4 separate regions of the Mus musculus genome follow, and all the other regions are linked to region 1. A link is a contact called in public Hi-C, HiCAR-type and HiChIP or PLAC-seq data. All regions are on one chromosome and are shown on one strand. The core of a region is the stretch at or near the end of the contact, and the rest is flanking DNA. Distances in the headings are between cores, read along the strand shown.

Region 1 (7,843 bases), core at 2,351-4,850:
GTAGGAAAGGGAAACTGTAAGTAATTTAGTAATAATTTATACGAGTAGCAGGAAAATAACAACCATGAATCCTTAAAATAGAGAAGCAGCAGAAGAAGCAGCAGAAGATGGCATACGTACAAGTCACCAAGTTCATGGGAGTAGCTAGCTATGGGGAGAAAGCTTGGTGTAGCAGGGGAAGGGGCTCTCAGAGGGTCTGGAGAAGCAGACATAATCCCAACGGCTCAGAGAACTTGTAACCTGGCAAGAAAGAGAAGACAGTAGCTCGGAGCGGGGTGATACTTGGCGCAATGGTCTAAATGTCTTAAGACAGAAAGTAGTAAGGGTGCTTAGAGAGAAGCCACACACCAAGGTGGGTTTTTCCAGAGGAAGTGGCCTTTAAAGCAAGTCCTTGAAGGAAGGGGAGGAATTTAACAAATTCCAAGAGGAAAGAGAGAGAGAGAGATTTCAGGCCTCAGGAATGTATTGAGCAAATGTGTGGGGCAGGCATGTCCTGTTGGGACATAACAGCATTCCTGTTGAGGAACTGGGGGGAAAAATTCAGTTGCATTTTCAAAGACAAGGCTGGAAAGTTGGGTTTGGTCGAGACAGATCATAGTCACTCTGGTCTCTTCCCAGTAGGCAGCATAAGAGCCATTTCAAGGGACTTGCGGGGGGGGGGGGGGGGGGAGAGGATAGGCTACACAGACACGCCAGTCAGCAACAAGGCCCTGCACAGCAAAAAGAAACACCTGTGAGCAGTGAGAGGGGCTGGGATAGTCAACACCGAAAGTGAATGGGGGCGGGGGGGGGGGGGGGCTGCATCAAAGAAGTTATCAAAGGGGGACTGCTGCAGCATGGGGGACCCTGATAGGTCACCCTGGGAGACAAGAAATGCAGCGGAAAGGGAGTACTTTAAGTTTGAAATAGGCACTCTGATGGTGAGCGCTGTGATCTGGACACTGAGAAGAGATGAGCCAAGGTTTTTGGGTTTGACTTTCCACGGGGTGTCATCAAAAGTCGATCATAATAGGCTGTAGGATGAGGGCACATTAAAGTTTGGAGGAAGAGAAACAACAAACAAATGAGGCAGAGAGGAAGAGACAGAAACAGAGTCCAGAACAGAAGAGACAACAGGATGCCAGAGAAACCCAAGAATGGGGGGAACCACTCAAAAGAAGAGTGGGCAGTGTTTGAGACCCCAGGGAGATCAAGTAGGGTTAGATCATCTTCAGTGGCCTTGGGCTTTCTTTGAATTAGAAAATGAAGCTGGATTGCCCCAGGGCTAGGGGGTATAGTTCAGCCCAAGAGCATTGACGCTGGAGGGCCTATGTTCCATTCCCAGAAAAAACTTAACAAAAAATGACTGGATCCCTCCAGGGAAGGTCCATGTCTTAGATCCAGCCTCTTTTAGTTCATTGCGATATCAAATTCTTTAAATGTTAGCCCCCTCTAAAGGTATGTATTTTCCGGTAACGGAAATTAATCCCTCCCACCAACACCGCATCTGACCCTGAATGAGTCATTAATTCTGTCCGAGGACATCAGTTCTGTCCTTTTTAACTTTCTAATTCAGAGACCCGTGTACACGGGTGGAAATGTTCAGCGACCTGTACTGCACACGCTTTTGTCGTGACTTTTTGAGGACAGACTAGGGCTCACCCTTCTTTCTGCTCCGATACTCTAAGTTTTAAAGTCTCTTAAAATTATTTCTTAAAGAGATATAGATATTAAACAACCGGAGGAAAGGGACTTCCTCTTCCGCTTGCCCATAAAGCTCTTCCAGTTTTCTGTCCGGCTTTTTCCTAGGCACCGAGGAGGTGCCTAGAAAAATACTGGATGAATATACAAAAACATGTCACCAAAATTTTCCTAACAAGCAGCTATGGAAAGTCTGCCAGCGTCCTGTCTCCAGGGACTTCTAGCCTGGGGCTCCCGATGCCCGACATGGATCACGTCCAATGTCTCGGGCGGCCTTCGCTTTGAGTGGGCAATTTTCTTTACAACGCCGACGCGCGTAGTTGCTTTAAATTCAGACCAGGTAGGCAGTGGGGAGTAGCCAATATGCGAAAGTGTCAGAGGAGCTAGGGCTTATCTCCAACAATAGGACAGTATCTCTAACACTGTTTACAGTAAAAACAGAAGGTGGAGCAAGAAGTCAGAGTGTCTAACGTGGTCATTAAGCCTGCGGCTTGGCTGAGATCTAACCAAGCTCTGCAGAGTGCGAAGAACAATGTCCGCAGGGTTCCCGGTTCAGACGGGGACTCGTTTCTCCGCCTCCGCTGGCGCCCGGGCACCGTCTCCCAGCGCTGCTCGCTCTCCTGCTGCCCTGCAGCGGGGAGGACCCGCCGGTCGGGCGCCGCCAATGCTGCAGGGAGCGCAGCGCGCGTCCGGAGCGCCAAGGACTCCAGGTCTCAGCCCCGCCGCAGATTCCAGAGCGCCCGCGGCTGTTGTCCGCCACCGGGCGGCCGTGAGCGACAACCGTCTCGCGTTGGAGAGTTTGCGCGATCCTCTCTGCCCGTGTGTGCGCTCTAAGTGAGCGGCCCGACCCCCTGGGTCTGCAGCAGGTCGCGGCAGAGGGCGACTGGGGCTCTGGGGTGAAGCCGGGCGGGCCGGCTTCTTGGCCCGAAGGACTGAAAGAGTGCGAGGGCGGGGCGGGGCAGGGCGGCGCGGCCGGCTCGGGACGCGCGTCCAGCGGCTGCGGGGCAGCATCCGAGCGCTGCGCGTGTCCGGGCGCTCGATCGACTCGGCTCCCTGGCGTGTCACCGGGCCGGAGCGAACCCGGGGCTCAGGGCTGGGTGCGCTGCAGTTACGCGGGGCAGCCGCGCCCCTTCCCCACCTGGGTCGGCGAAAAGTGAAGTGGAAAACAGTGGCTGAGCTCAGCCCTCCTCCCTTTCCCCCCTGCGCCGCAGCCACGGCCGAGGGTGGGGGAAGTTCGCTTCGCCGGGTTGGAAGGAAAGCAGGCGGCCTGGGCCGCGCCTCCCCCGCCTTCCTCTCGGCCGCGTCCCCGGGGCTTCACGCAGCATTTCTTTGTTTTGAAAGCGCCTCCTCCGCCCAGAGGCTTTTCCCCGCGGGGCCGGCTGACTGGGGGGTGGGGCATCGAGCAGTCGGCCCGCCCTCCATTTAGTCCGGAACCCTCCCCCCTCCCCGCCCCGCGGCGACCCACGAGGAGCGTCCACGCTCGGCGGACATCAAAAGGAGGCAGGGCGCTGGAGGGCTAAGTTGAGTAGACAGGGGGCGCAGAGACCCACCCACCCTTCCCCTTGGCAGACGGCCCGACCCCTCCCGCGGAAACCCCGCCTGAGCCCCGCCTCCCGCGTCACAGCAGCCTGACATTCTCACAGCCCACCGGGCACCCAACCCGGGTGCCCCCGCCACCCCCGTGTCCACGGAGCGCTCTATTTATGTTTCAGCCCAGTGATTTGCATAGGCCCCGCCCCCTCCCCTAGGTTCTCCCTATCGGCGCTCCTCCTCGGCGATGTCGTCACGGCCTAGGCCACACCTCCCGTGCCCCTACAAGGAGCGGCGGGCCCTAGATGGCAGCGTGGCGTCGCCACGGCGTGTGCGTGTCGCGCTTCCTTGTGCCGTTTATAGGGTCCCGGCACTTCCGCTGTCGGGTTAGAAGCGGCGCGGTCATGGCGGAGCGCGGACAGCAGCCTCCTCCCGCGAAACGGCTCTGCTGCCGGCCGGGCGGCGGCGGCGGCGGCGGCGGCGGTGGTGGGGGCAGCAGCGGCGGCGGCGCGGGTGGCGGCTACAGCTCTGCCTGTCGGCCCGGCCCGCGGGCGGGCGGTGCGGCGGCGGCGGCGGCGTGCGGGGGCGGCGCGGCACTGGGGCTGCTGCCGCCGGGCAAGACCCAAAGCCCCGAGTCTCTGCTGGACATCGCAGCGCGCAGGGTGGCGGAGAAGTGGCCGTTCCAGCGCGTGGAGGAGCGCTTCGAGCGCATCCCGGAGCCGGTGCAGCGCCGCATCGTCTACTGGTCCTTTCCCCGCAGTGAGCGGGAGATCTGCATGTACTCGTCCTTCAACACCGGCGGCGGCTCCGCGGGCGGCCCCGGCGACGACAGCGGCGGCGGCGGCGGGCGGCAGCACGGGCGCGGCGCGGCGGCGCGGCGGCTCCTCATCCTCGCCGGCCGCCACCTCAGCCGCCGCCGCCGCCGTCGCCGCGGGCACCGGGACCCCGTCGGTGGGGGCGGCCAGCGCTGCGGACGGCGGCGACGAGACGCGGCTGCCCTTCCGCCGGGGTATCGCGCTGCTGGAGAGTGGCTGCGTAGACAACGTCCTGCAAGTCGGTGAGTCACGGGGCTGCCGCGGGCCGTCGGTCCTTCGGTCTGTCCTCCTGTCCCTCGGGGGTGGGGGAGGGCAGGGTCTCCCCTCCGATCCCCTGGGCCGCCTCGGGTCGGGCGCGCGCGGTGCAGCAGCGGGCGACTCGGACGGTCCCCGGAGCGGAGCGCCCATTTCCTCCCGCTGGTCCCCGCCCCCGTCTCCCCGGACGGGCTAGCGCGAGTGGGAAATGAATCAGCAAGGACGCGCCCCTCGGTGGCGGGGTGGTGGGTGTCGGCGTCCCGGTCGTCTGTCCGGCAGGCTGAGTGCGGGTGTGCGGGGCGGGCGTGGACAAAGGCGCGGGTGGCCGCGGGGCTCGGGCTGGGGCGTGCGGCGCGGGGGAGGGGGCGCGGGCCGCAGACAATGCCGACCGGGGCGCTCGCTCTGCACTGCCCGGCTCGCGTCCTTTCTTCTGGCGCTGCTCCGCGCCCCGCGGTCCGAGGTGGGGTGGTGGCGATCCCTTCAACCCCGCTCGGCCACCGCTCCGCTCGGGGCTCCGACGGCCGGCCGGCTAGCCGGCCGGCCCCTCGTACTCAGGCTGCTTTAAGGTGTCTGCAACGAGCTCCGCGGCGTCCGCGTCCGGGTCCCCGAGCCACCCCGGCCGGCAGTGACGGCCGGCCGGGCCGCTGAGGGGCGCCGCTCTCGCTTCTCCGTCCCGTGAGGCACCCCGCCGCCCGACTTCTGCCTGAGCCCGGGGTTCGGGCGCGGTGCTGAGGGAGCGGGCAGCACCGCCGACGCTGTGACCCGCGGCCGGCGTCCGCACCGAGGGGCCCCGCGGCCCCTGCGCCCCTGCGCTGCTGCGCGCCCCGCACCTCCCGGCAGTTTGTTCTCCTTTCGGGTTTATTTGTGCCCCTTTCAATTTTCTGTCACCCTCCGAAAAGGGGAAAGCAAACAAAAGAGCCTCTTTATTTCTTTTCAGGGCTTGTAAAGTAGAAGATATTTGACAAAGGCGAGAGAAGGGCTTGTGATTTAAAGCTGCACAGCCCTTCTTTCTCTGACAGACCAGGAGAGTTTTCTCAAATCCCTCTGCCTTCCGCGGGGCTTTTCTTTTTCTTCTGATTAGATATCTTTTCCAGCCATAGTTACGGGAACGTTTGAACTGGATTGAAGTGAACAATGCTGCAGCGCAGCCTCCCTGTCCCCATATTTTTCCTCCGGATTGCTGAAGGCGTATTTTATAACCCCCCTCCCACACTGGTTGAAATTGTAGGGATGAACCCCGAAGCAAATGAATGAGGATTGATAGATTTGAAAGGCTGTGTCTGCCTCTGTCCGTCTCTCTCTCTCTCTCTCTCTCTCTCTCTCTCTCTCTCTCTTTTAACTTGTTCTTTTCTCTCTATGGTCCAATCTTTTTATCCTTTTCCTTGGGAGTGGAGTGGGGGTCTGGACAGTGGCCCCGACACAGAAGATTTGTTTTAATCCTGTTTGGTTAATTTGAATTCTAATGTAATCTGAAAACGTGATTTTCTGCATGGTCATTTATTTCCAAAGACAGCCCTCAGTGTTGCTCAGCACCGTTTCCCTCGAAGAGGGGGGTTGGTTTTTGAGGCTATCCATCCTTACCCCCACCTTTTCCCCTTTAAAATCTAATTAACATTCTTTCTAGTTACACTCCCCACCCCACCACCCCCACCCCCCGCCCACCTTCTCCTCTTTCCCTGCCGGTTTGAAGCCGATTGAATCAAATGCATGGTCTCTGAGTATAACTAACTGGAGTCTGAATTTTTATGGCTTGGCTGGCAATGTTGCGTCGTGGCCCCCGCCCCCCCCTTTCCCCTTGCTGTGTTTGACTCTGCTTGTGAGCAATGAGGAATGACAGGAGAGCACATAGGGAGGGTTTCTTGGCTGATTGCATTTAAGCCAGGAATTCACTGTGAAAATAAAGCCAAGGGGCGATAAATAAAAGATGCAATCTTCTCTAGGAGACAGACACACAGCGTGGGCTTTGCCTTCAGTGGAAGAGGCTAGGGTTAACAGCAAGTTGTAAAAGAAAATAGTAACTTTGTCAGTAGTCCCCAAAGGGGGAGGGCCGCCTCTTGAGTGAGTGCAGTTGGCCAGGTGGACTTGAAGAAGCAAGCATACTTCTAGTACTGTTTGAAGACTTGACCTCTTGGAAATACTTACAAATGTACTAAACAAATGCGGTACAAATTGTGTAAAAAACGTTTTTTCCCCCCTTTCTTCTCTAAGTTCTGCCAGTTTCTTTAACATCCTAGTTTTCTAACATGTGCCAGTGAGCATCGAGATGGAAGGCTGTTAAATAAATGTCTGGCAGCTGGCACTGTGAGCTAGAAAAGGTAGAATCAGGTTTTGACCACCTTTGATGAGTGGGGAGGCCAGCTAGATTAAATATCTAACTTAGCATCAAGTGGTGGCTGGAGTTAGTATACTTTAAGAAGCTTATATTTGTGAATTGCTGTAGAGTCACCCCTCCACTCCCCCAAGTCAAAACCAAACCAAAACCAAAACAACTCCAAAAACTAAGATGGAAAAGAACAGAATACTATATTGATGTCATTATAGACAGTTTTCTGCTGTTGACAATTTGGATTTGTACAGGAAGTGTTCCTGAAGGCTGGTCACATAGGAAGCCTAGTTGTTGGCCTTATCTTACAAAGCTTGTCCAAGGCTTGAGCGGTAGGGAATTGGGCTTGTTAAAAATGAAGCTTGGTGGGTAGATTTTCAGAAATACACTAAACCTTTGCACTGGCAAGTGCTATTGAATTATTAGATATAAATCATTGTATTTAATAATTGCTCTTTGGTGGATATAGGGAAGTTTTATAGAAACGTGTTTACTTATTTTTGCTAAATTAGGATGCTTTTTGTTAAGAAGGGTCTCTGTTGGTCTGTAATCTCGCTCGATCTCAGTTAAGCAAGAATTTCCGAGATAACACCTGAGCAGCTTCCCCCAGGTTTTTGTCCGACCCTCTTGTATATGACTTAAAATCAAAGGCAAAGACAGATTAATTGGAAAAAAATCTTTAAAAGTTTTCTGTTGGTCTGAAAACATCGTAAAGCAAGTAAAATCTTTGGAGTAGATATTTATGGCATGTTTGACCAAAGTTAGGCATTTATAAACTATAGGATTATAGATGATTGTGATAGTGGTGAATAAAAGTGTTCTGTATGAGAACGCCCACTGCATGTACTTTGCAGCAGTGAAAAGTTGGGCTCATTCTCGATTTCTGACAGATAGGATTTGGTCAAGAACTGATTGGAGTACTATGCAGCTATGAACAAAAGTAAATTTTAACAGAGTAGTTAGGTCAAGTGTGATGGCTCATGACTTTAATCCCAGCACTCAAGGTGGGGAGTCTCTTGAGTTTGAGGGTACTCTGTTCTACATTGTGAGTTCCAAGCCAGCTAGGACTATATATTAAGGTCTTGTTCCAGGAAAAAACAAAACCCAAAACAAAAACTACACACAGGTTTAAAAAAAACAAAAGACTGGTACAGCAGTGTCTGGAGAAAGGGGTTGAGTGGACCGGTAAGTTTTAGAGGATTTAGTTCTCTTTTAATGCAGCCACGTTTTCAGAACTAAA
Region 2 (7,843 bases), core at 2,136-4,635, 720 kb after region 1:
TCTGCACCACCTCCAGGCTCCTGAGTTCTTGAGTTCCTGCCCTTACTTCTTTGATGATAGACTATAAAATAGAAGCAGAAAGGGATGGATACAGACAATGTGGTACATCTACACAATGGAGTACTACTCAGCTATTAAAAAGAATGAATTTATGAAATTCCTAGGCAAATGGATGGACCTGGAGGGCATCATCCTGAGTGAGCTAACCCAATCACAAAAGAACTCACATGATATGTACTCACTGATAAGTGGATATTAGCCCAGAAACTTAGAATACTCAAGATACAAGTTGTAAAACACATGAAACTCAAGAAGAAGGAAGACCAAAGTGTGGTCACTTTGCCCCTTCTTAGAACTGGGAACAAAACACCCATGGAAGGAGTTACAGAGACAAAGTTTGGAGCTGAGATGAAAGGATGGACCATCTAGACACTGCCACACCCGGGGAACCATCCCATAATCATCCTCCAAATGCAGACACCATTGCATACACTAGCAAGATTTTATCGAAAGGACCCAGATGTAGCTGTCTCTTGTGAGACTATTGCCAGTGCCTGGCAAACACAGAAGTGGATGCTCACAGTCAGCTATTGGATGGAACACAGGGCCCCCAATAGAGGAGCTAGAGAAAGCACCCAAGGAGCTAAAGGGGTCTGCAACCCTACTGGAGGAACAACAATATGAACTAAACAGTACCCCTGGAGCTCATGACTCTAGCTGCATATGTAGCAGAAGATGGCCTAGTGGGCCATCATTGGGAAGAGAGGTCCCTTGGTCTTGCAAACTTTATATGCCCCAGTACAGGGGAACATCAGGGCCAAGAAGTGGGAGTGGGTGGGTAGAGGAGTGGAGCAGGGAGGGTATGGGGACTTTTCGGATAGCATTTGAAATGCAAAATAAGAAAATACCTAATTAAAAAAATAAAATAAAAAATAGAATCAGAAGCTGCAGAAATCCGTTCCTCCCCAACTTGCTTTGGTCATGGTATTTCATCACAGGAATAGTAACTCTAACTAAGACAACGAAGGGCCTACTACCTTTTAACACCGATTTCTTGAGACCAAGCTTCCATTACATAAGCCTTTGAGGACAAGCCTTTATCTTAACCACAGCACCAAGGCTCCAAGGCTTCATTGGATCACTGGATCTGGCACATGGCCTCTACGACCACACTGTTGTTTGCAATACCTTGCTTACATCATTGTACCATGAGGATAATTGGTCTTACTTAATTTAAAAACAAAAGCAATAACCTCGGTCCTATAATTTGACTAACATAAGCTGATTTGCATGTTTACAAACAATACCTGGATTGAATTTCTAATCTTCTTCAGCAGCCCAGTCTTTTCTGAGTCTCAGTTTACCCATGGGAAAAATCTTATCAGGTAAGCCCAAAGTTTTCTGGTTTTTTTTTTTTTTTTTTTTTTTTGGGTTTTTCAAGATAGGGTTTCTCTGTATAGCCCTGGCTGTCCTGGAACTCACTTTGTAGACCAGGCTGGCCTCGAACTCAGAAATCCGCCTGCCTCTGCCTCCCGAGTGCTGGGATTAAAGGCATGCACCACCACGCCCGGCTCAAAGTTTTCTGTCTTTCAGACCAAATTTTCACCCCAAATCTTGTCTCGTGGCAATGGTCGTTGGAACATGAGTTGTGGGAAAGGATGGAAACATTACTCAATGATCACATTGTTCCGTGCAGTCCTGTGCGTTTACCACTTTGTCTGTCTGAACGAGAAAGAGGCAAATACTCTGCATGTCACTAGGCTGGACCAATGAAGGGAGAGGGCATGGTCTGCCTGGGTGGGTCAGTACAGCTGGACAGACGGTTGCACCTCGCACACATAGCACTGTCTTCTCCAGGCATGTGTTTGCTGCTTTGCAGGGTCTTCCTGTTTTTGATCAGCTTCATGGGTTGATCCCTCCTGAACTCCTAACACGGCTAGGCAGCTTTTAATGGAGAAAGGCACAAGAGGGACTAACAACTATTCCAGCCTTTCCTCAAGTGAACACTCAGGGTTTTTTTCCCCCTTCTACATTATCAAATGCTATAGTACTTTAAACTTCTCCCATCATTAAGCCCTCTGAGTGAAATATTGGACTGATTAATGTGGCATTTTCCACTAAACTGTTTCAGGAAATGTTGCACCTTACCAGTGGGATGCTTTTGAATAATGTAATCTCCTTAGTATAATTAAAACTAAGTTCTGAAGTTAGTACCTTTTATCCCTTGAGGCACTCATCAAAATGTCAAGTGTTCCTTCTAGTAAAACTGCAATCCCATAATACAAACAAATATATTACCCACTGCTCCTCGTGAGCAAGAGGCCCTTGTTGCTTTTTTTTTTTTCTTGTCACTTCATCCTGGGGCGAGAAGCCTAAAAAATATAGTCACCGAAAGCCATTTAGACTCTCACCACTGACCCATGTTCTGTGACAGTACCTGGCTTGCATTTACCAATATGTCTTTTGACTGTCTTCAACAGGTGAACTCCTTGTTGTTGTGTTGCTATGGATGCATAGAAAACAGTGTGGATATTTAAAGTCATTTGCTTTCTTAGGGCTTTTGTGTGGTTTAAAGGGGGAACGAGGAGTCAGGGGGGCAGCCCCCTACTCTGACAGAGAAGCACTTAGAGAGCCTCACAATTCCAAAGGCCTGACTTTTTTTTTTTAAGCAGATTTTTAAAAACTGGCTTGGTAGAGTGTGATTAAAAATGGGAAAATGAATGATTAACATTATTGACAACATTTTCGTCATTACCTCCTGCAAGGTGTCAGGGACAGCCTGACCTCCGTCAGGGCTGCTTCTAGAAGGCCTGCTCTTATGACTTATGCCCTCCAGAGGAACAAGATAGAGTGTAGGAAGATACAGAGAAATGGTGTCAGAGTCTGCCCTCCTCTGGAACAAATAGCAAGTCTGTGAGGCAAGCTCATCGTGCAGGCTTAGGACACTTACTTCTGGCTACCGGAGAACCTTGTATCTTCTCACAAATTATTGGCTTCTTCTAGAAAAACCCAAGACGTGTCAAAGGTTGGCAAGGAGAGCCCATTATTTTGGTCTTCATTTCACTTCCTAGAGAGCCTATTAGCTTCTCCCCTAGAGCCTACACCTGTCATGCAGGAGCCCCGGCTCCAGATATGATGGCCCTGCCAGTCTCCATCTGGGAAGGAGGTGGGAGGAAGTGACAAGGGACAGTGCAGACACTTGGAGACAGAAGGAGCCCAGCAGGACTTTGAAAGTGAAAGAGTCAGTGCTGGAACGTGCTTCTTAGCAAATAATGTTTTCATTCTCAGAAAAACACGCTCCTTTCCAGTCTGCGAGCCAGGCCGACTGCCACTTCCCTTTGCCTGCCAACTAGTCATTAGCAAACAATGAGCAACAGCATGAGTGCGGAAGAGAAAGGGGCGGGCATGCGCAGCACAAAGCAGCGGAGCCGTGGGGGTCAGTGAGGACAGAGCACCCAAGGGCCAGGCTGGATGTGGCTCTCAGCGAGCTGCGGACTGAAAAGAAAGGTGAAGCTAGGCACCGCTGAGAAGTGCTGCCTTGACAGTACAACTGAGCCGAGATACACCCAGGGAATTGGATACCTGAAGATGTATTCAGCCAAGCGTTTGTGCGGCTGAGCCACCGGCTGGAATAGAATGTTTCCTATGCCCAGCCAAAGACAGAAATGCTTAGAGCAAATAATTCAAGAAAGTGGTCCCCTGAACATCCAAGCCCAAGCTGTTTGAATGAGAGACTCTTCAACATAATTTACATGAAACCAGCAATGTATTGGGGAGAGCCTTAGACTGTCTCATTATGATCCACAGGCAAGAATACATCCAGAATGTGTCTGCTCTTGAGACAGCACTAAACCACAGATATCGGCCTAGGCAGCCGCTCTTGCTGGCTGCTGAGTTCAGGTCCTCTTTCTCTGCATGGTCTCTCCCGCTTCTTGCTTGTTCATGCTTTTCTGCTTCTTTCTCCAGATCATGTCTAATGTTCAAATAGCCAAACATGGTGGCTATATCCCCAGAGCTTAATTGTCCTCCATTCAAATGAACCATAAAATTGAACCAACTATTCATTCTCATTCACAATTTCTAGAACAGACCATTTGCTTCACCCGACTTAGGCTCGTCTGTTTTCGAAGCAGGCGCGAGCTGGAGCATGGTGATTAGCAGTCACTCCTGTTCATGGGGGCACAGTCCTGAGGGCTGGGGCTAGGAAGCAGGGCTGAGAATAAACACGCTTTACTACTGACTCTGAATGACTTCAACATGTAGCAGAAATTGTTTTATTAAATGGAGAAATAATAGGCCTTTGTCTTTTTTTTTTTTTAAATAAAAAGGGTTGCAGGATTTTTTTCCCATTTCTGAAAGCTTTTAAAAGGAGTGTGGAGTCAAAAAAAAGACACTAATTTGTCACCTATCATATAGAACAGAGGCTCTCAACCTGTGGGTCATGAGCCCTTTGGGAGCCAAAGGTCTGTTTCACAGGGGTTGCATAAGACCATCTGCATATCAGATATTTACATTATGATTCAAAACAGTAGCAAAATTATAGCTATGAAGTAGCAAGGAAAATAATTTTATAATTGGGGGTCACCACAACTGTATTTAGGGGGTCACAGCATTAGGAAGGTTGAGAACCACGAAATAGAGGAGCAATACCTGGTTTAGGAGCTGGAGGATGTGAGGGCTTCTCACTGTTCCCCTCAACTGGCTGTTCGAGCAAGCTATACAGCCTCCCGGCTGTTTTCTCATCTATAGATGCGGGATTATAGAAGCCACCTGACCATGTCTAAGTGCTAGAGAGTGAAAACTGCTGAACATCTGGGCTAAGTGGGAAGTGAGCAGTCTGGGCTTCCCACAGCTAGAAATTCTAGGTCTTATGGCCCACGAGGCTATGCTAACTCTGGATACAAGTAAGACAAATAGCACAGTTGCTCCAGTCACCCCCAGCCTTCCTTGTAGGTCTTGGAGAGGGCCAAGCTGCACATTCTTAGAGTGAAATCTAACAGAGCTACAATTGTACTTTCAGTGAATAATAAAAAACAGTGCTGAGAATAATATGAAGAGATAAGATAGGGATTCTCTGCCGGGACGGGTGGGGTGACCAGGTCAGAGGGGTGGCAGATCTGGGACTGATCCCGTTGTTCGGCAAAGTGATTTAGCAGGGCTAGAGTGATGTTTGTACAACGGAGCCAAGGCTAAATACTCCCACCTAGGTGTCAGAGGGACAGGAGGGAGTGACCTCTGCCGGTCCATGTGGATGCATCTGGGCTGCCACCTGGTGTCCCTTTCCTCTTCAACCTTCATGTTTCTTGAAGCCACATGCTTATAAAGATGATATTCCCAGCAAGAGGACTGTCTCCTGGCAAATCTGTCCTCCCAAGTTTGCTGCGAAGATCTAATAAGATAATGGATAGAAAACGGCTTTAAAAACTGTGAAGTGATAAACAAATGTAAGTTACCATAATTATTATGATTAACAATGTCATAAAGGGAAACCATTAAGTCAGTCAGACAAATTGGCACATGCACTTAGCACCTAAAAGTAATCAGGCAGGGAGCCTAAAAGCAATGTGATAATCTTCGCCTTTCAAGTTCCTTTTCATTAAGCTTGTGTGGGTTTGAGCGTCTATGAAATTGGAAGATATATTTGGCTCCCAGCTTCCTTGGCTTAGTGGAGGCATGCTTTCTCTGATTATTCCTTATCCTGGATCCTTAGAAGGAAAAGCGCATGCCCACATCTGGGACATATACCACGGTACCTAACAGTTATTCCAGAGAGTTGCCAATCAGAGCTGGCTTCTGGCTTTTTGCTTTGAGTTTACTTATAGCAGGATAGAGAATGTGTGTGTTGAAGAGGTGAAAGAAATAGAAAGATGAAAAGAGATAGGGCAGAGTGGGACCCAGGACATGACATTTGGCTGCTTTCAGTAGATCCTATCTACTCAACAAGACTGAAGAAAAGTATAGCTAAGAATCAGTAGGGAGCTGTAGTCCAATTATATATATCACATATATAATATATATTTTATATATACATATGTGTATATATATATAATATGCAGCATACAAGACTTACACTTAGGGGCAGTGGTGGTACATGCCTTTAATCCCAACATTTGGGAGACAGAGGCAGGTGGATTTCTGAGTTCGAGGCCAGCCTGGTTTACAGAGTGAGTTCCAGGACAGTCAGGGCTACACAGAGAAACCCTGTCTTGAAAAACCAAACAAAGAAGAAGGAGGAGGAGGAGGAGGAGGAGGAGGAGGAGGAGGAGGAGGAGGAGGAGGAGGAGAAGGAGAAGGAGAAGGAGAAGGAGAAGGAGAAGGAGAAGGAGAAGGAGAAGGAGAAGGAGAAGGAGAAGGAGAAGGAGAAGGAGAAGGAGAAGGAGAAGGAGAAGGAGAAAGGAGAAGGAGAGGAGAAGGAGAAGGAGAAGGAGAAGGAGAAGGAGAAGGAGAAGGAGAAGGAGAAGGAGAAGGAGAAGGAGAAGGAGAAGGAGAAGGAGAAGGAGAAGGAGAAGGAGAAGGAGAAGGAGAAGGAGTTGTTTACAGGCTGGAGAGATGGCTCAGCAGTGGTTAAGAGCACCGACTGCTCTTCTGGAGGTCCTGAGTTCAAATCCCATGGTGGCTTACAACCATCCCTAATGAGATCTGATGTCCTCTTCTGTTGTTTCTGAAGACTCACACTTAGATAGAATCAGTACTGAGAGATCAAAGATAGGTTTTTGTAGCTAGTTCATTAGTACTCCTAACTGGACAAGGGGACTTCTTAACTGATTCAAGTGAGGAAAGGGTAGAAACTGGAGAAGGGTCTGCTTAAGTGATTGTGGTAAAGCAGTTCCTTTGACAACCCACAAAACTTTCATTTTGCGAGATGAGAAGGTGAGGGAAAGAAGAAAGGCATAATTAGTTACTGATAATAAAGATGCTGGAGGCTTAGGGAAAGGAATGGGGTGAGCATTCTGGGAGAAGAAAATGTCTAGCAGACACTCCTGTACATGGAATAGGGACATCTCAGGAGACCTTGTCCTTCAGTTCCTCTGTTTGCATCTGGCACAGGCTGATCAGAAGAGTTTCTGTTTATCCAAGATCCCCCAAATGTTGCTGCAGTCATCACGTCTCCCAGCCCTGTGACAGAACACCTGACACAGCTTCCGGGAGGAGAGGTTTATTTAGGGGTCATGGTTCAGGGGATACAGTCCATCATAATGGGGAACGAACGCATGGCAGCTGACAGCTCCATCTGTGGTGGCAGGAACTTGAGATGAACCTGTTATTTCTCTGGGGATCAGGAAGCAGAAACTTCCACCAAAATAAAGGTGGGCTCAATCCTCAAAGCCCACCCCCAGCACCACACAGCTGCCTGGTAACCCCTATATCTCAGTGATCTCACAACCTCCCAAAACATCATCGCCAGCTAGGGACCAAGTGCTCAAATACAGGAACCCATTGGGAATATTTTACACCTAAACTGTAACAGGAAGCCTTCTGTTCAAACTCACAAGCTTCATAGTAAGGGCCATTTCAAACTTTATAGCCAAAAGTTACAACCCTTCGTAAGATGAACAGGAATAACAAGAATATAGAAGAACAATCTTAGCAATTAGCTTGCAAAGAAAAAAAAACCTAAAACCTCATGTAACAATACACATTTTAATTTATACCTTCAGTTTTATCTTCCCTATGACTTCTCTCACAGGGACCAGGTGGGGGCAAAGGTGATGTTTGGAGCTAGAAGAACTGAATATGAGCTTTGCCTATGTGTAGCTGAGCATCCTTGGGAAATCACCGAATGTCAAACCTATGGCATGGGTGCAAAGATACATCCCTACTCCCTCAAGATGTGCACTTGAGG
Region 3 (7,843 bases), core at 2,287-4,786, 680 kb after region 1:
AATGTTCAAGGTCTCTGGTATTATCTAAACCTGTTCCTCATGATGCTAATATGACTTTGGCTTGTCCTACCATTATATCCATGTGCCCTATACAAGAAAGCAGGACAGCTGGAAAGGGGCGTGGTCAGCTGAGCCAGGTCACCTTAATTAGCTTTTCCAGAAGTCTTTCCTAATGATCCTTGCTACATGAGTGAGCAAGCTGTGTCTATGGTTACTTGGAGCAAGGACTGTACCTGAGTCGGTTGCCTGCCTGTGGATCCTGTTCCCCTAACTGGACTGCCTTATCTGGCCTCAGTGGGAGAGGATGTGTCTAGTCCTGTAGTGACTTGATGCACCAGGGTGGGGTAATACGGGGTGGGGCACTCCCTTCTCAGAAGAGAAGGGGAGGAGGAAATGGGGAAGGGGGTGTGAGTGGGGGAACTGGGAGGGGGTGATTGGGATGTGAAGTGAATAAATAAATTAAATAATGAATAAAAAGGGTGTTGGCTTACCTGCCTGGCACATTGTCATGGCGACTGCTGAGAGTTCCTTATGGCCCCGAACTCCGGAGCACAGCCATGACTGAAATTTGGCAGAAGCTCCAGGCAAATTCTGCCTAAACTCTTGACCAATAGAAAGCGTATGATAATGCATTTGTGTTGGTTTCAGGCGCAGGCTTTGGGGAATTGTTTACACAGTTATAGATAATGATAATGAATGCAGTCTCGCTACCTCTCACCAGGCTTGCCTCTTCTGTCTGGGGGACGTGTGGCTACAGACACAGAACTGAGCTCAAACGTTTGTGAAGTTGCTTCAGTGTAGATTTGTGGCCCTCTAAACCTGGGCCCACCGCCATGCCAGGACCTCACCCACCCCCTTCATTCCTGCAAAGCTATTACCTTCTTACTCTACCCCTCCCCACCCCCATCCTGTTTTCTTCTGCCATGGTTTCACTCTCTATTAGTGGAGCACCTTCCTCAATTGTTCCCTGAGGAAATATGCATGGAAGAGATGTTGCTGAGATGGGGCCTGCCGAAAATACATTTCTCCATTTCTATTTGATTGGCAATTGCTTTAAAGATAGAATTCTGGATTGGAAATAACACTGAAGGCATTATCCCAGTAGAGTTGCTATTGAGACATTCAGGAGAAATTCTGATGACTGGTACTTTGTGCGTGACCCACTTCTCTTCCTCGTGCGTGGAGATGTCTGGCATTCTCTCCTTGCCCTCAGCATTCTGAGTTTCCCAGTAATATGCCTTGATGAAGGTCTATTTTCATCCTTTCTCTGGAGCATCTGGAAACTCAAGTTCTTTGGATCAAGGCAATTATCTTGAATCAGCATCCCCTTCATCTCCTCTCTCTCTCTCTCTCTCTCTCTCTCTCTCTCTCTCTCTCTCTCTCTCTCTCTCTCTCTCTCTCTCTCTCTCTGCTTACACTGAACAGACCACCTAGATTGGCATCCCATCATCCAATGCGGGCAGTTAGGGAGGCTGCTGAGCTCCGATTTGATTTTTGATGCAGATGTGTTTGACTCTTCTGATGACTTCCAGGCTGCAGTGGCTCTTCACCCCCACTTCCTTTTCTCACCAACCTTTGATCGCCAGGGAAGTGGCACTTCAATGATTGCTGTGCCATGGCTTGCCCCCTTCCCGGGCCATTTTTGCAGCCATTGCTGTACTTTCTTCCTTCCGTCACTATTTTTAGAGGCTGTGAGAAATAGCTGCGACATTAGTTATAACCCCTGAGCTTGAGCTCGAGCCACTGAACGAATAAGCAAGCAAAGGTTGTGGAGGAAAGCTTCCTGGAAGGACTTGCTCAAGCCACGGGACATGCAGATTCCTGGAGCTTCGGGAACAGGGGACTCAGCATCCTCTATATAAGGCCTTCAGCTCCTGTCTCTGCTTTTTTCTGTGACTTTATTCTTTTCTCTGGAAGGTTTATCCTTGAGCCAATAATCATAGCCACTAATAACTTCAAAGCTTTACAGTTTGCAGCTTCAGTCAGCTGACTTACCAGGTCCACTCATGGAATCCCAGATTCCAAAATCCTGGACAATGACTTTGACTAGCCAAGCCCAAGGACATCCACTTATGGATCAATCTGCTACAGGCAGGATGTTGGGCATGGCCCAATAATGCTGGCTGTTTTAATGGCCACAGCTCAGTGTCTTCTGTTGCTTATTGGAGTTCTACATAGACACTTTCTGAAAGAATGCTTCGACATAGATGTTGGGTGAGCCTTAACACACAGACTTTGCATTTTTCTAAGACACAGACAAGAGTCTTCACTTGCCAAAGGAATATATTGGTTCCATAGCCTCCTGGGTATAACAGGCAACCAAACTAGAAACTGGGCTGGACCACTATTATCTGACTTCCCTATTCATGCACACACAATAACATCAAATTCTTCTGGCAATAACCATTCTTAATGAAATATGTACACATATGTGTTTGCTACAATAGACTCTCAGTAATTAGCCACCTACAAGTTATCACCAGATAATCCCCACACTTCCTGTGTGATATATGTATAGACCTGATCAATAGACCTGAAGGGAAAAGAACGTCTGTGTTAAGTGGATGCTGATGTCCCAAATGGGTTCTGATTTCATGCAGGATAAAGGAGACCTTCAAAAATGATAACTTGGGTATTAATAACCACGGAGAATTCTTTGTGTGTCAGAATTCTCTTACTACTGTAATTGCAATGCTGAGTTCTTAGATTTTTCTGGATTCTTTTCAGCTTCTTGTGAGTCATTTAATGTTACATTTACCTTTTGCTTTGTTCTTGATTCCTCTTTTAGCTGTTGCTCTCTCTCTCTCTCTCTCTCTCTGATGGCTCTCTCCAACTTTTTGTTGAGATGATTATCTAGAAGAGAAACAGAATTTCTTCTAAAGAAAGCAAACCCGAAACTTGCAGTTGTGAAAGTACTTTACACTATTTTCGTATAATTACTTTCGTTTTCTATAGTGGAGCAGCTGAGAAAAATTGCTCTAATTGTGTAATTTTCTGCAGCTACTCTGGGACAAAAATCTGGGTAATTGGATTTTTTTAAACTAACAAGTTGTCACAATTGGATAGTTCTTAAACTATTTGTGCTTATGCTTCAGAAATTTTCAGTTGGATGTACAGTGTATTTTAAATGTTTTGCATCAGCCTGTGGCCTCAAATTTGATTTATTTTAACTCCGAGTTTTAAAATAGATTGACAACTCTGATTATACATTGTCTTCAGCGAGCGGACCTTAGCTAAGTTTCGAAGTGTGCGCGTCTCCACCCCACACTCTGCTGTTGCCATGGGAGCCGAAATCCTGGCATGTGTAACTCCAGCTCCCAAGTGGCTCCGTTTCCCAGAGTGCTTTGCTGTTACTATGGAAATGACTGCCCATTAATCTTGCTGTCCTTTTACTACCAAAGCACCTTTAACTGTCTGAAGCAATCAAGTGATGTTACCTACAACAGAGCAAAGAAGGCAAGCACCGCTCCCCATTCGACAACTGCGGCACTGATTTTAATCAAGATTTAATCAAGGAGCCGAAGGAACTAAAGCTGCTGCTTCAGAAACATACAGAGCAGGAGGCTCCTGCAGGCTGAGCACGCGCTCTTGTTCATGCCCTTGGTCCGGACCTCAGAACAAGCACACTCCGTATTTTCAAAGCTATATTTATGTTTTGTAAACATTGTCAAATACCACCAGACAGAGAGCGGGATGGGGGAGGGAGTTGGCCACTATTTTATTTTATTTTATTTTATTTTATTTTTAAGTGATGAGTGGAACAGTCATGCTTACTCTAAATTGTCTGAAGGATGTATTTTAGAAACAGTCGTGAAAACTACTCCCCTCCAACCCTACCTGCTGATCGGAACAAAGCCTGATCATGGCTGAACCACTGTAAGCATGAGTCGGAAGACCATTGGCTAATGAGTTAAGGATGGCTTTTATACTTTGCATCTTTTCCCCATCCCTGGTTAGGTATTTGTGCGATTTTTTTTTTATTTGACTGTGTGGTTATTTGTCTAAGAACAGAACTTAACTGGTAATTCTAGAAGGGATTCCAGGTCATCAAGGGAAGAAAGTATCTGGAAACAAAATAAACCTTGCTTGGGCTGATTATTGGGATCCGAGCATGCCTCTGTAGGATGAGCAGACCGGCTCTGGAAAGAGAGAGATGTTCAATGGCTGTTTGATTTTAAGTTGTATATGTTTCTGAAAATGGGAGATTTTAAGTTTACATTTATGGAGGGCAGTATCTAGCTAGTGCCTATAGCATACAGAGAGGCAGTTTGGGGCCTAAAAAAAATCCAATGGCATTGATGTTAGGTGAGTGAGAAGAAAAATCATGGAGGAGAAATTAGCAGAAATGACCACATGCACACCCTTCTCTCCAGACAGACACAGGAAACAGCCTGCTTGCAATCCGGAACATTCTAAACAACTTTGCCTGTTTGCCTTCCACTATGCCTCCAAGGAGAAAACAAGGAAGAAGCAGAAAGGTGAGAGAGGGAGGGAGGAAAGGCAGGATAGAGGGAGAGAAAGCACAAGATCTGAGATTCATTTAAGTATGTGCCAGAAATGAGTGTGTGTCCATATAATTACCATTTTTACAGTGGTTAGGAAAGTCTTTTATAGAATGAAGACTCTAGAGGTACATCAGAAGAGGGAAAAAAACTGATTGGTGATCGAAACCTAAAGACACAATGTGACAGTTTTTCAGCATTCCAACTTCATCTCAAGCTTCAGTGATCAGACTGATGGAGTCAGAATCCATGATGGTATGTTTCCATCTGTGTCAAGTGCCTATGGCTGCTGTACCTAGATACCACAAACTGAGCACCTTACAGGCAGGAGTTATTACTGCATACTTTGATAGCTAGAAGTCTGAAATCAAGGCATGGCCAGGGCTATGTCCTTGAAACCCGTGGAAAGGCGTCTTCTGTGCTTCTTTTAACTATGGTGTTGGCCCGTGGTGTGGACATGTTGATTGATCCCCATCATCATGTTTTCCCCGTCAATACAACATCTTTGTGAAACCCTGTGTCCAAGGTTCACCTTGACACCCCAATCCTGCTGGGTCAAGAAGCTCCTGCTCCAATATGATGTCATTTTACCTATCACCTCCACAATGGGCTTATTCCCAATTAAGATCACATTCTGAGTGATAGGTAGTTAGGACTTTTCAACCCATGACACCTTTCTCCAAAAACTACTACCAAGAAAAGTCTACAGAGAAGTTAGTGGAGAACATAAAAGTTACTAGATATCTTTATCTCTTCAGTAAATAAAGTTGGGGAATACAAATTACTGAAGATGGTTTAAGCCCAACTTATTCTCCTCTACATAATGATTAGGGAAAGAGATAATAACCATGAAGATGGTGATGGCAGCTAACACCAGATGCCTCTAAGACTGGTGATACTCTAACTTACAGATATAAGTTCATTTCTTTCCTACCATCATTCCATGAACAAAGTTCCTACTATTTTACCCATTTTAGATACAAGGAAACTGAGCCACAGTAAAGTTAAACAACTGGCCTGAGGCAAATTGCCCAAAAGAAATATCACTGCTGCATCTTAGTAAATGTAGGTCAGTTTCTGTGTTAAAGACTTCAACATAATCACACTGACACTTGCAACTTCTGTAAACGTCGCCCGATCTCCATGTTAAAGAATTCCATGTACCCACACAGATATCTAGAACCTCCTGACTTAGAGAACAATTCTTACCCACACAGTCCCCAAAAAACAAATGAAAAAAGGAACTGATTAGATGGCCTTGATTTATTTACATTGGTCCCATTTTCTCTCACACACACACACCCTAGTCCATCTCTGTAAAAGAATATGAAGGTTATTTTTACTTGAAAGGGTTGAACCTTGGGTGCTTACTATCAGCATTTCTTATTGTTTTTATACCTACAAAATAGATCTATATCTCAGGGCATTTGAAATGTGGGAGTGTGAGTTTCTTTTCCCAACAGAAAAATAATAAATTCTGGGTCACTAGAAGGAAGACATTTCAAAAGTGTGTACTACATGAAGGTTGTTATTTATTGAGATCTAGAAGAGCCAGAATGATTCAGAGCAATTAAGATATCAATAGAGACAGCTCTAATTCTCTGGAGGTTTTTTGGATGAATTAGAGAAGCATCCTGGTTTGACTTATTTGTCCATCCATGTGTTTAATTAGTTCCACTAGGCAACAACAAAACAAATTCTTTGTAGAATGCTCATTAGATCTTCAGGGTCCTAGGATAACTTTATGTTAAAACAGCCATCCACAGAAACACAAAATAATAAATTCTGTCATTGGGGTCTAACTGGTTGAGGGCAAAAACACACCATGCATTTGACCAGTGGTCTAGCTCAGTGGAAAAATTCCTGTCTAGCATTTGTGAAACCCAAGGTTCAAATCCTAGTGCCACAAAAACAAACTGAATAAGAAGAAACAAACTAATTGTGTATTATAAGCATTTGTATACAAAATTCAAAATCTTATCAGACATGATAAGTTACAAAACAATAAATCTCATCAATTAAGCAGAAAGCATCCAAAATAAGAACATTTAGAATGAGCATGCTGGGAGAAATGGCGAACATGAGGTCAGACACCTTTCCCCTTTCACCATAATATCTACTTTAAGAGAACGTGTTTTGACTGCTGGCAGTGACCTCACCCACAGTTTGACTCACCTCTTTTCCAGGTAGCTCTCAACTTATATGGTCAATAAGTAAACATCAGCAATTAAACCTCAATAAATAATCTTGTGTAGATTCATGTATATAGAAAGGCATGTTTTTAGCTGACACCAAGAAGAGGAGGAGAAGGAGGACACAAAAAAAAGAAAAAGAAGAAGAAGAAGAAGGAGGAGGAGGAGGAGGAGGGAGGAGGAGGAGGGAGGAGGAGGAGGAAGGAGGAGGAGGAGGAGGAGGAGGAGGAGGAGGAAGAAGAAGAAGAAGAAGAAGAAGAAGAAGAAGAAGAAGAAGAAGAAGAAGAAGAAGAAGAAGAAGAAAGAAGAAGAAGAAGAAGAAGAAAGAAGAAGGAAGAAGAAGAAGAAGGAGGAGGAGGAGGAAGAAGAAGAAGAAGAAGAAGAAGAAGAAGAAGAAGAAGAAGAAGAAGAAGAAGAAGAAGAAGAAGAAGAAGAAGAAGAAGAAGAAGAAGAAGAAAGAAGGAAGAAGAAGAAGGAGGAGGAGGAGGAGGAGGAAGAAGAAGAAGAAGAAGAAGAAGAAGAAGAAGAAGAAGAAGAAGAAGAAGAAGAAGAAGAAGAAGAAGAAGAAGAAGAAGAGGAAGAAAGAAGAAAGAAGAAGAAAGAAGAAGAAGAAGAAGAAGAAGAAGAAGAAGAAGAAGAAGAAGAAGAAGAAGAAGAAGAAGAAGAAGAAGAAAAGGTGAAGAAAAAGAAGAAAGAGGAAGAGGAGGAGCCAAAGAACAAGGGGATCCAGAGATAAGATGTGAGGGAATCAGCTTTTCTCATCTCCACCCCAATAAACTGACTGTTTAGCATTCTTTGTATCCCATCCCTGTAGTTACCAGGTGTGCTCACCTTTTTGTTACTGTGACCAGACTGTCATATTCAAAACCTTCACACTCAAACTGCAAAAATTATGTAATTTTGTATTGAGCCACGTTTATAGTTATCTTAGGCCATGTGTATTCTCTGGACTGCTGTGAGCAGAACATGCATAGAAGCCTTAGGCTCTGTTGGGTGAGAGGCCCAAGCTCCTAGATGGACTGCCATTCCACCCAGATGTGTGGAAGGGAATCTCACTGAAACAGAGCCACCACTGTCACCACATTGCTCAAGGCTTGCCACACCTGAGGATAAGCAATCCTAAGGAAGGAGACATTTTTCCTGGTTATC
Region 4 (7,843 bases), core at 1,533-4,032, 650 kb after region 1:
TTCTGTGACCAGTGATGCCTTCCCAGACCTCATATCTTAGTAACACATAAAAATGAAGTGTTTGTTTGTTGTTTTATTTCCAAATGTTCTTAATTTAAAAAATTTTTGAGGAAGGAGAAAGAGGAGGAGGAGGAGGAGGAGGAGGAGGAGGAGGAGGAGGAGGAGAAGGAGAAGAAGAAGAAGAAGAAGAAGAAGAAGAAGAAGAAGAAGAAGAAGAAGAAGAAGAAGAAGAAGAAGAAGAAGAAGAAGACAACTTTAGAAGTGTAACATGAAAGAGCATTCATGGAGGAGCTAGAGAAAGTACCCAAGGAGCTGAAGGGGTCTGCAACCCTATAGGTAGAACAACAATATGAACTAACCAATACCCCCCAGAGCTCCTGTCTCTAGCTGCATATGTATCAGAAGATGGCCTAGTCAGCCATCACTGGAAAGAGAGGCCCCTTGGTCTTGCAAACTTTTTATACCCCAGTACAGGGGAATGCCAGGGCCAAGAAGTGGGAGTGGGTGGGTAGGGGAGCAGGGCAGGGGGAGGGTATAGGGGACTTTTGGGATAGCATTTGAAATGTAAATGAAGAAAATATCTAATTAAAAAAAAGAAAAATGTTCACATCCAGTTGCTTCTATGGGTGGACAGTATAACTCAGCCACAGAGTTTGAAGCACACAGAGAGAGGGCAACTTTCTAACCTGGCTTAGCAGATAGTCCCATAAGGCCCCTCCGTAAACTACAACTTGTTTTTTCATGTTGCTGTCTCAGTTCCAAACAATCCCCAGTCTCCCTTTGTATCTTCTGCATCTTACTTTTCCTCAGTTTGTCAGAAACCGGATGAATAAGCAGTTGGTACTTTCTAGAAACACACTTTACAACAGTGGTTCTCAACCTGTGGGTCACGAACCCTTTGACAAATTTAAGTTTCCAAAAATACTTACATTATGATTCATAACTGTTTCAAAATTAGTTATGAAGCAACAACAAAATTAATTTAATTGCTGATTGGGTCACCATAACATTAGGAACTGTATTAAAGGGTGGAAGCATGAGGAAGGTTGAGAACCACTGCTTTAGAAAGACCAGGGGTGGATCGGGGTGTGGTCACACGTATCACGTGCATTTTTGTGGTCAGTTTTCCACTTCATCCATGCAGTAGGAAGGGAGTGTGTACTGCTTCCTAACAACTAGTGAAACGTTTGTCTGATTGGATGATTTTTCTGATAGAACATTCACAATTTTCTAAAAGACAATTCAGAAAGGCAATGGGTGCAAGGTGAGGAGTGTCACATTCTACCCTTTGATTTTGTAATCATCTGAGCAAAGGTGAGAACCCATCCAAATTCATCCCTGGGCTAGGGTCTACTGAAGCAAAGGATACTCCTCCTATACAGAAGAATGTGGCCAGAGAGACCAGCTAGCGTCCTTAGTAAAGTCTAGAGAAAGGACATTATTAGATGTCTTAGTAACTTCCCTATTGTTATGGAGACACCATGAGCAAGGCAACTTATAGAAGAAAGAGTTTATTGGAGCTTAGAGTTTTAGAGGGTTGAAATATCCATGACCATCATGGTGAGGAATATGACATTAAGCCAGCAAGCATGGCACTGGAGCAGTGGCTAAGCTTTCACACCTTGTTCCACAAGCATTAGACAGAGAGACACAAGGAGTAGCCCAGGGTTTTGAAACTCAAATCCTGTTTCTGTTGACAGATCTCCTTCAACAAGATTACACCTCCTGATCCTTCCCGAACAGTTCCACCAAAGGGAGATCAAATATTCAAATATATGAGGCTATTGGGGCAGTCTCATTCAAAGCACCAGAACAGAGAAACTCTGCCCAAGCTTTTAGCAACTCAGAGCCACTGCAACTTACTTTAATCTGGTGTCTTCCAAGGGAGCAGATGATAGAGTGACTATAGACTACTTATTCAGAGGTATTACCAGCATAGGCCACCTCTTTAGTCGCTTCAGGCTAGGCTGGGAAGCTCTCAATATGACTACCTATCTGAATCTTCATGCTGTGATTAATTCTCCTGCCTGTGGGCTCCTAAGGCATGTTATGTATCCTTGTATAGCAGCCTCTATCAATGCTTGCTTGGCCACGCCTTATTTACCCATCTTGAGCTCTACATGATTACTCATGAATCCTGGGCTAAGCATCCTGTGCACACTACAAAGTCAGCTCATAATGCCGAATGTGGCTCTCTGGCGAAACAGCACGCTGGGTGTCCTCAGTACCTGAGGCAGGAGTTAATTATTGTCAAAAGAGCAAGGAAATCCAAGAAGCAAAGGGTTTGGAGCAGGAACCAGGTCTCTAAGAACTGAGAATAGAAGGGTGATGAAACAGAATGATGGTCCCAGAGAGTGGTGGAAAGGCTGGGCTTACAGAGGACCTAGTGACAGCAATGACAATGACTTCCCTTCTGCTTCCACTTCTTCCTCTCTTTCCTCCCCTCTCCCCTAGATTCCTCTCTTCCTGTAGTAGCGAGCATAAGAGAGAGAGCACTAGGCAAAAACTTTCAGAGGCTTCCCTCTAGTGGCTATGAAAGCAGTTCAGAAAAGACCAGTCCTCTTTGGAATCACTCAAAAGAAACGACAAAACACAGACAATGATGTGGTCAGGGTTGTGCTTCGCAATAGTACTTCAAGTTATGAAATGCTAGATAATTAAAGTGTTATCGATAAGGAAATGACTATAAATCAAGATAGCAAAAGGCACTACAGAGGCCAGATGGCCAAGTGAGGCGCATCCACTGGAGACGGCATGCCTGATCCAAGCTCTGCTATAACTTAGATGACGCAAATAACAAGGAAACATGGATACAGGAGTTTGAGAAGTGCCAGGGGTGCCTCTCGGGACTTCTTTACTCCTGCATCAGAAGGGTTCTGGCATAAGAAAATACACGAGCTTTCTCAAGAATGGTATGTGGCCATCTACTTGTCCAGAAGTAGCCAGAGTTCAGGGAACATCTGAAAGATCTCCACTTTATACTCAGATATTTACATAATTTACAGGACATTTTCCAGAGGGCTGTGTCTCATAAACCAGAGGACTCCAACGTTGTTTACCTAAGAAATCCTAGACACCAAAGTACACTCTGCTAAAAGCATTCCACGGATAAGGACTCTCCTGCTAGCAAAAAAACATTCAGTTCACCAGGAGGCCTGCTATTAGTATCCTTATACGATTAAATCGTTTGTTTACCATCTAGCCAATGTAGGAATGTGCCCTCCCCCAGGAAAGAATGGACCATGAGTGCCTGTTTCCAAAGCACTCTACACAGACTAGATCTGGGCATTTTCTGTTCTTCAGTTAGTTAGCATGAGGCATGGCTTCTCCACCCAGGCTTTCTAGAAGAGCTGCGCAGGGTCTTAAGGCACACAGGCTGAGTAGAGAGCCTAGCTCATCATGAAGAGCAGGGCAGGAGCATCTCCAGGACAGTGTCGTCTTATCGATCCACATGTACCATGCCTTGACGTTTGCTGCCCTACGCTTCCACATCCTAAACCATAACCAAATTCCTTGCCTCAGGCCATGCTCAGCTGTTAGGGAAACCATATCTAAAACCACAGCTAATGTATATAAAGTGTCAGCACGCAGCATCCTCTCTGAACAGACTGTATAATATAAACTAACCAGAGGAAGCTCCTGGCCTCAATCCCCAGCACAACAAAAGCAAAGGTAAATAAAAACGAACATTCTTTCAAAAATGCATGAGGTAGTCTCCTTCCCCACTCCAAACAGGGGCATGATTCTTCCTCTGGATGGTGACATTTAAATGAAGTTTGCTATCATATTTGTTTTTGTTTTTGTCACCGCTGTTCTCAGTGCCACTCTTGACATACTCCTCTCTATAAGTAAGATGTAAGATAGCAAACCATCATAGTCATTCAATAGTAAAACTGCATCTTAGGATGGATCATTATATCGCTATAAGTCACATACCCACCGCATAAGTGAGTCTGGGTATCTAGGCTGACGTACAAGTTATAACATCAAACAGACTTGTATTAGAATCCTCTGGTGGTTTGAATATGTTTGCCCAAGTGTATGGCTTTCATGGAGTAGGTATGACCTTGGTGGAGAAAATGTATCACTTTGGGGAGTGGGCTTTGAGGCCCTCCCTCCTCCTAGCTACTTGGGAGTTAGTCTTCTCCTGGCTGCCTTCTGACCAAGATGTAGAACTCAGCTCCCCCAGTGCCATGCCTGTCTGGATGCTGCCATGCTTCCTGCCATGATGATAATGGACTGACCCTCAGAACCTGTAAGCCAGCCTTTACAGTCCTTTATAAGAGTAGGGCTTGGTCATGGTGTCTCTTTACAGCAATGGAAACCCAAACAAATCCTTACTTCTGTGACTAGAGAGAAATCGACCTTAGAGATTCCTTCTGCATCTCAAAGCTTGCCAAATTAATATCTTCGCATGAGGTTGAATTAAATAATAAATATAGACCCTTTAATTCAAGACGTTTTTTACATAATACAAATGAAATAATAATTATTATTACTATTTTCTAAAGAGCCTTTTATAGCTTAGCGTGGTGGTACATGGCTGGAATCTAAGCATTTAGAGTAGTGAGGCAGGAAAAAATCAAAGCTACCCTAGATTACACAGTGAGACTAGCTCAAAAATATCAGTAAACAACAGGCACTTATAATACAGAGTCTAACTAAAAATCATACTAACACTTAACAATGTAATCATAACAATGTTAGTGGGACTTGAATGAATTCATTCAGGTAAAAGGTTCTGTTCCAATGTTTGTGTGTGGTCCAGGGGAGGGCTCATTTCCTGTGTCACATGTCAGAGCTGTCATGAAATGTGTCCCAGGCTAACACATCAACTCAAGATGGAGAGACACTGGCAACTAGGGTAGATAGTAGGGCAGCCTGAAGCCTGGAGACATTGATCTGGATCTATGCCTGATTCTCAAAACCCGGCTCTGGAGACAACAGACGGAGGGAATAGAATCCACCATCATCTTCCACTGGGGCAGCAAAGCCTTGGCCAAGTTCAGTAGGATTCTTAAGATGCCATGCCTAGTTTATGCCACATAGTATCAGGTAGGGAAACTGAGGCAGTCATGTACTTTTCTGGGAGAAACCATCACAACAATCTTCAGAGGTACACTCTATTGTCCTTTTAGCCCCCAAGTGGTACGTGTCAAGGAGAGCATTTACTCACAGTTCTAAGAGGCTGAGCCCACTAAGATACGTGCCTGGGTTGATTTGGGCTAGAAACTGAGGTTGAAGAAGAAGAGGTATTTTGTGCTTTAAGTCAAATAATTGAGACAGAAAGGATGACAAATGGGCCTGTTTCGGTTTAAGAGATGCCAATGCACTCAATGACAAGGGTAAAAAAAAAGGCCAGAACCTGGGGATTCCCAAGACCAAGTCACCCTAGAAAGCCTTCGTACCTCTTGTAAAGTGTAAGATCAGGGAAAGTCACAACCGTAACCTTGAGATATCACTTCTGAGGACCTTGGGTCCAAATTATGCTCTAAGATCAATTTCCTGCCTAGGGACATCTGAACTCACATCTTTACTGAATTATCCGTGCCCCCAAATTAATTTCTCAAGAAACTATGACCCGAGACAAAGAGTCTCTGTTATTCTTTATCTTCATGCAGAAGAAGTATATTTACAGGGCAAAACTTCAGCCTCTCTCTACTCCCAACAAATACTTCAAACTGAGTATCATTTGCATCTTTTCTCATAAGGATCTCATCCATCTTGTGCCTTAACATGATGAGATGATGCTGGAGGACATTATTATTTCATGTTTCTATTCTGAGAAAGATGACTCTCTTCAACTTAACTACTAGCTGACAAAAATAACGTTGAACATCTGCAAGAGATAAAACAACTTGAATCCAATTTCCTTTCACATAGATTAAGAGCCCCATTCTCCTGTCATTTATGTAGCATATAACTCAATTTTTTGCAATATTTAAATGAGAGGCTAGTTTTTCAGGTCTGTCAATGTGGATGACATAAATTTTTTATTTTGTCCCTTCCACTGATGCAGTGGATATATGAGCCCCTGTCAGGATGTGGCAGATCACAAGAGAAAGGGGACTCACACAGTAAAAGACAGAAAGACCAATAAAAGGGAGAGGCTGTAAGAATAATCTCCTCTTTTGAGAAAACAAGTAAGTAAAACACACAGGAAGACAAGTCCTGTTGTTCCCATGAGTGGAACCCACGTCACCTGCATGAATCAGATATTTCACCGTCTATAATTTGTAATTGATTTGACAGTCAAGACCCCTATACACAGAGGTAACAGTTAGCATTGAAACAAAAAGTCCTCTTATTGGTTCCAGTAAGTGAAAGGCCAAAAGCCAGCTAGCATCAGATAGAGGTTGATCAGGGGCTAGCTCAGAGTCACCAGCATCTGTTTCTTTATCTTTTGGATTGATTTCCTTTGTGTTTGTTTCATTATTACATAAGGCTCATCCAAATAGGAGACAATTGACTGCAGTATCTCCAGGCTCTTAGGTTCATTAAGGAAAAATCAGCTTCTTGGACTACTTTCAGGGTTAAGTTAGGAAAACACTTAAAGTCTCTTTAGGTCTTTAAATCAATGGCAATTTAATTCTGGGAATTGTTTGTGTGGGTGATAGAATGACAGAGAATGGAAAATGAAAGAATGAAGTTTGAAACAGTGGAAGACAGCAACTACCACTCTCAGGGCTGTCAAGATGGAGGGAGAAGGAGAAGGTGCTTTAATTATTATTAGATTGTAGGAGCATAAGTCAGTATCAGAATCTAGACTATGACGAGTATATCATACAAACACTAGTCATGGAGAAGATGTAACCACTCATGAAGAAGCTGTCCAAAGCATGTCTCCTTCCACCTGCCCTCTAAGCTCTATGTATCTCCATGGACACACCCAGCTGGAAGTCAGTGAATGAAGCAGCCTTGGAGATGTGGTTACTTTTAATATAAGCATTCTGATATGCAAGAGAGAATCTGCACATAAGACCACTTGTGCTTATCTCTCAGTTATTATCAACCAGTATCTGTTGACTCTCCTTTCCTGAGTTAACAGCAAACCTCATAATGGCATTCTAAGAAGATTCTCTTAACTTAGTGGAGTCCTTGCTCTCTTTAGTACCTGGGTAGCCTAAGTCAACATGCCACTGAGAGTGATGAATTTCCCTTGATCAAATAACTATGAAGATCATAAGAAATTCTTATCCAGTATATATGGAGGTAGGTGAGGGTGACCGAAATCTCAGTTCTTGGTGAAAATGCCACTGATGGGAACTTCTGCCCTGAATGCTTCTACAGGTGAAGAACTTACAGCCAGTAGAGGCTTGTATGATCTAAGGCTTGGACAGTAGGGAACTCTAGACCAGTGAATAGCTGTGGGCAATGGTATATAAGCAGTTTGCCAGCTACAAGGGTGAGATGGTACATGTGATCTAGAAGCAGCTGGGTACAAGAGACTGTGCAAAGACAGATGAGAGATAAGACCGTTGTCTCTCATTACCATTGAATATGGAAATTAGGAAGGCTATCAATGTAATTGGAGGTGCCTATCATACACACACACAAATAACTACAGAGTATCTGAGTGTGTGTGTCTATCATGTGCAAGGGCACACATGCCTATTATCTAGCTCTGTGTCTACTGACATCTAATTGAAAAACTCCATTAGCAATGAACACTAGTCCCCACATCTTGGTGTGTAGACATCATTTGATTTTAATGGAAAGAAACCAAGGGTACTTGGAGGAGTGGCTGATTTCAGTCTTCAAGGACTAAGACAAGAAAAGCATATGATAATCTCAGAATATCATGCATCTGAATGTAAGTTCCCAAAGAATGATAGAGACCTGA

What was found. Hi-C and Micro-C count contacts between places; a contact is called where the count stands out from the background. HiCAR-type assays count read pairs that join an accessible place to other places. HiChIP or PLAC-seq counts read pairs in DNA pulled down with a chosen protein or histone mark.
Region 2: a HiCAR-type map of astrocytes shows a contact between it and region 1, with 3 times the contacts expected there. The contact joins the enhancer-like site here to the promoter of Zswim6 in region 1. A contact is called at or near these places in 9 of 39 promoter capture datasets (the 3T3-L1 cell line, the C10 cell line, cranial neural crest and 6 more) and 8 of 115 datasets of contacts at active chromatin or transcription factors (astrocytes, craniofacial prominence, embryonic basal ganglia and 5 more).
Region 3: a contact with region 1 is called in an H3K4me3 HiChIP or PLAC-seq map of neural tube, with 5 times the contacts expected there. The contact joins the enhancer-like site here to the promoter of Zswim6 in region 1. A contact is called at or near these places in 3 of 39 promoter capture datasets (the 3T3-L1 cell line, cranial neural crest and hippocampal neurons), 5 of 115 datasets of contacts at active chromatin or transcription factors (astrocytes, embryonic forebrain, embryonic hindbrain and 2 more) and 1 of 9 other capture datasets (embryonic stem cells).
Region 4: a Hi-C map of uterus shows a contact between it and region 1, with 2.3 times the contacts expected there. The contact joins the enhancer-like site here to the promoter of Zswim6 in region 1. A contact is called at or near these places in 4 of 39 promoter capture datasets (the 3T3-L1 cell line, cranial neural crest, embryonic stem cells and 1 more), 7 of 484 Hi-C or Micro-C datasets (cerebral cortex, cortical neurons and uterus) and 9 of 115 datasets of contacts at active chromatin or transcription factors (astrocytes, craniofacial prominence, embryonic basal ganglia and 6 more).

Annotation. Positions count from the first base shown.
Region 1 is chr13:107,885,821-107,893,663 of GRCm38.p6, reverse strand. It overlaps Zswim6 (zinc finger SWIM-type containing 6), which reads left to right and starts at 3,600. Exons shown (of 18, transcript NM_145456.3): 1 at 3,600-4,060; 2 at 4,062-4,070; 3 at 4,073-4,078; 4 at 4,081-4,083; 5 at 4,086-4,267. The coding sequence starts at 3,615.
Region 2 is chr13:107,164,368-107,172,210 of GRCm38.p6, reverse strand. No RefSeq gene overlaps it. Among named protein-coding and RNA genes, the nearest start is that of Gm31715, 42 kb to the left of the region's middle. Within about 2 kb of position 3,385, at least 135 of the 459 cell types and tissues checked have an H3K27ac peak or open chromatin away from gene starts, as enhancers often do. A contact at or near this core is called in astrocytes, craniofacial prominence, embryonic basal ganglia and 5 more, where this site is marked.
Region 3 is chr13:107,203,539-107,211,381 of GRCm38.p6, reverse strand. Gm31715 (a long non-coding RNA gene) reads right to left here and starts at 849. Exons shown (of 3, transcript XR_382872.2): 1 at 492-849. Within about 2 kb of position 3,536, at least 12 of the 459 cell types and tissues checked have an H3K27ac peak or open chromatin away from gene starts, as enhancers often do. A contact at or near this core is called in neural tube, where this site is marked.
Region 4 is chr13:107,233,865-107,241,707 of GRCm38.p6, reverse strand. No RefSeq gene overlaps it. Among named protein-coding and RNA genes, the nearest start is that of Gm31715, 27 kb to the right of the region's middle. Within about 2 kb of position 2,782, at least 11 of the 459 cell types and tissues checked have an H3K27ac peak or open chromatin away from gene starts, as enhancers often do. A contact at or near this core is called in uterus, where this site is marked.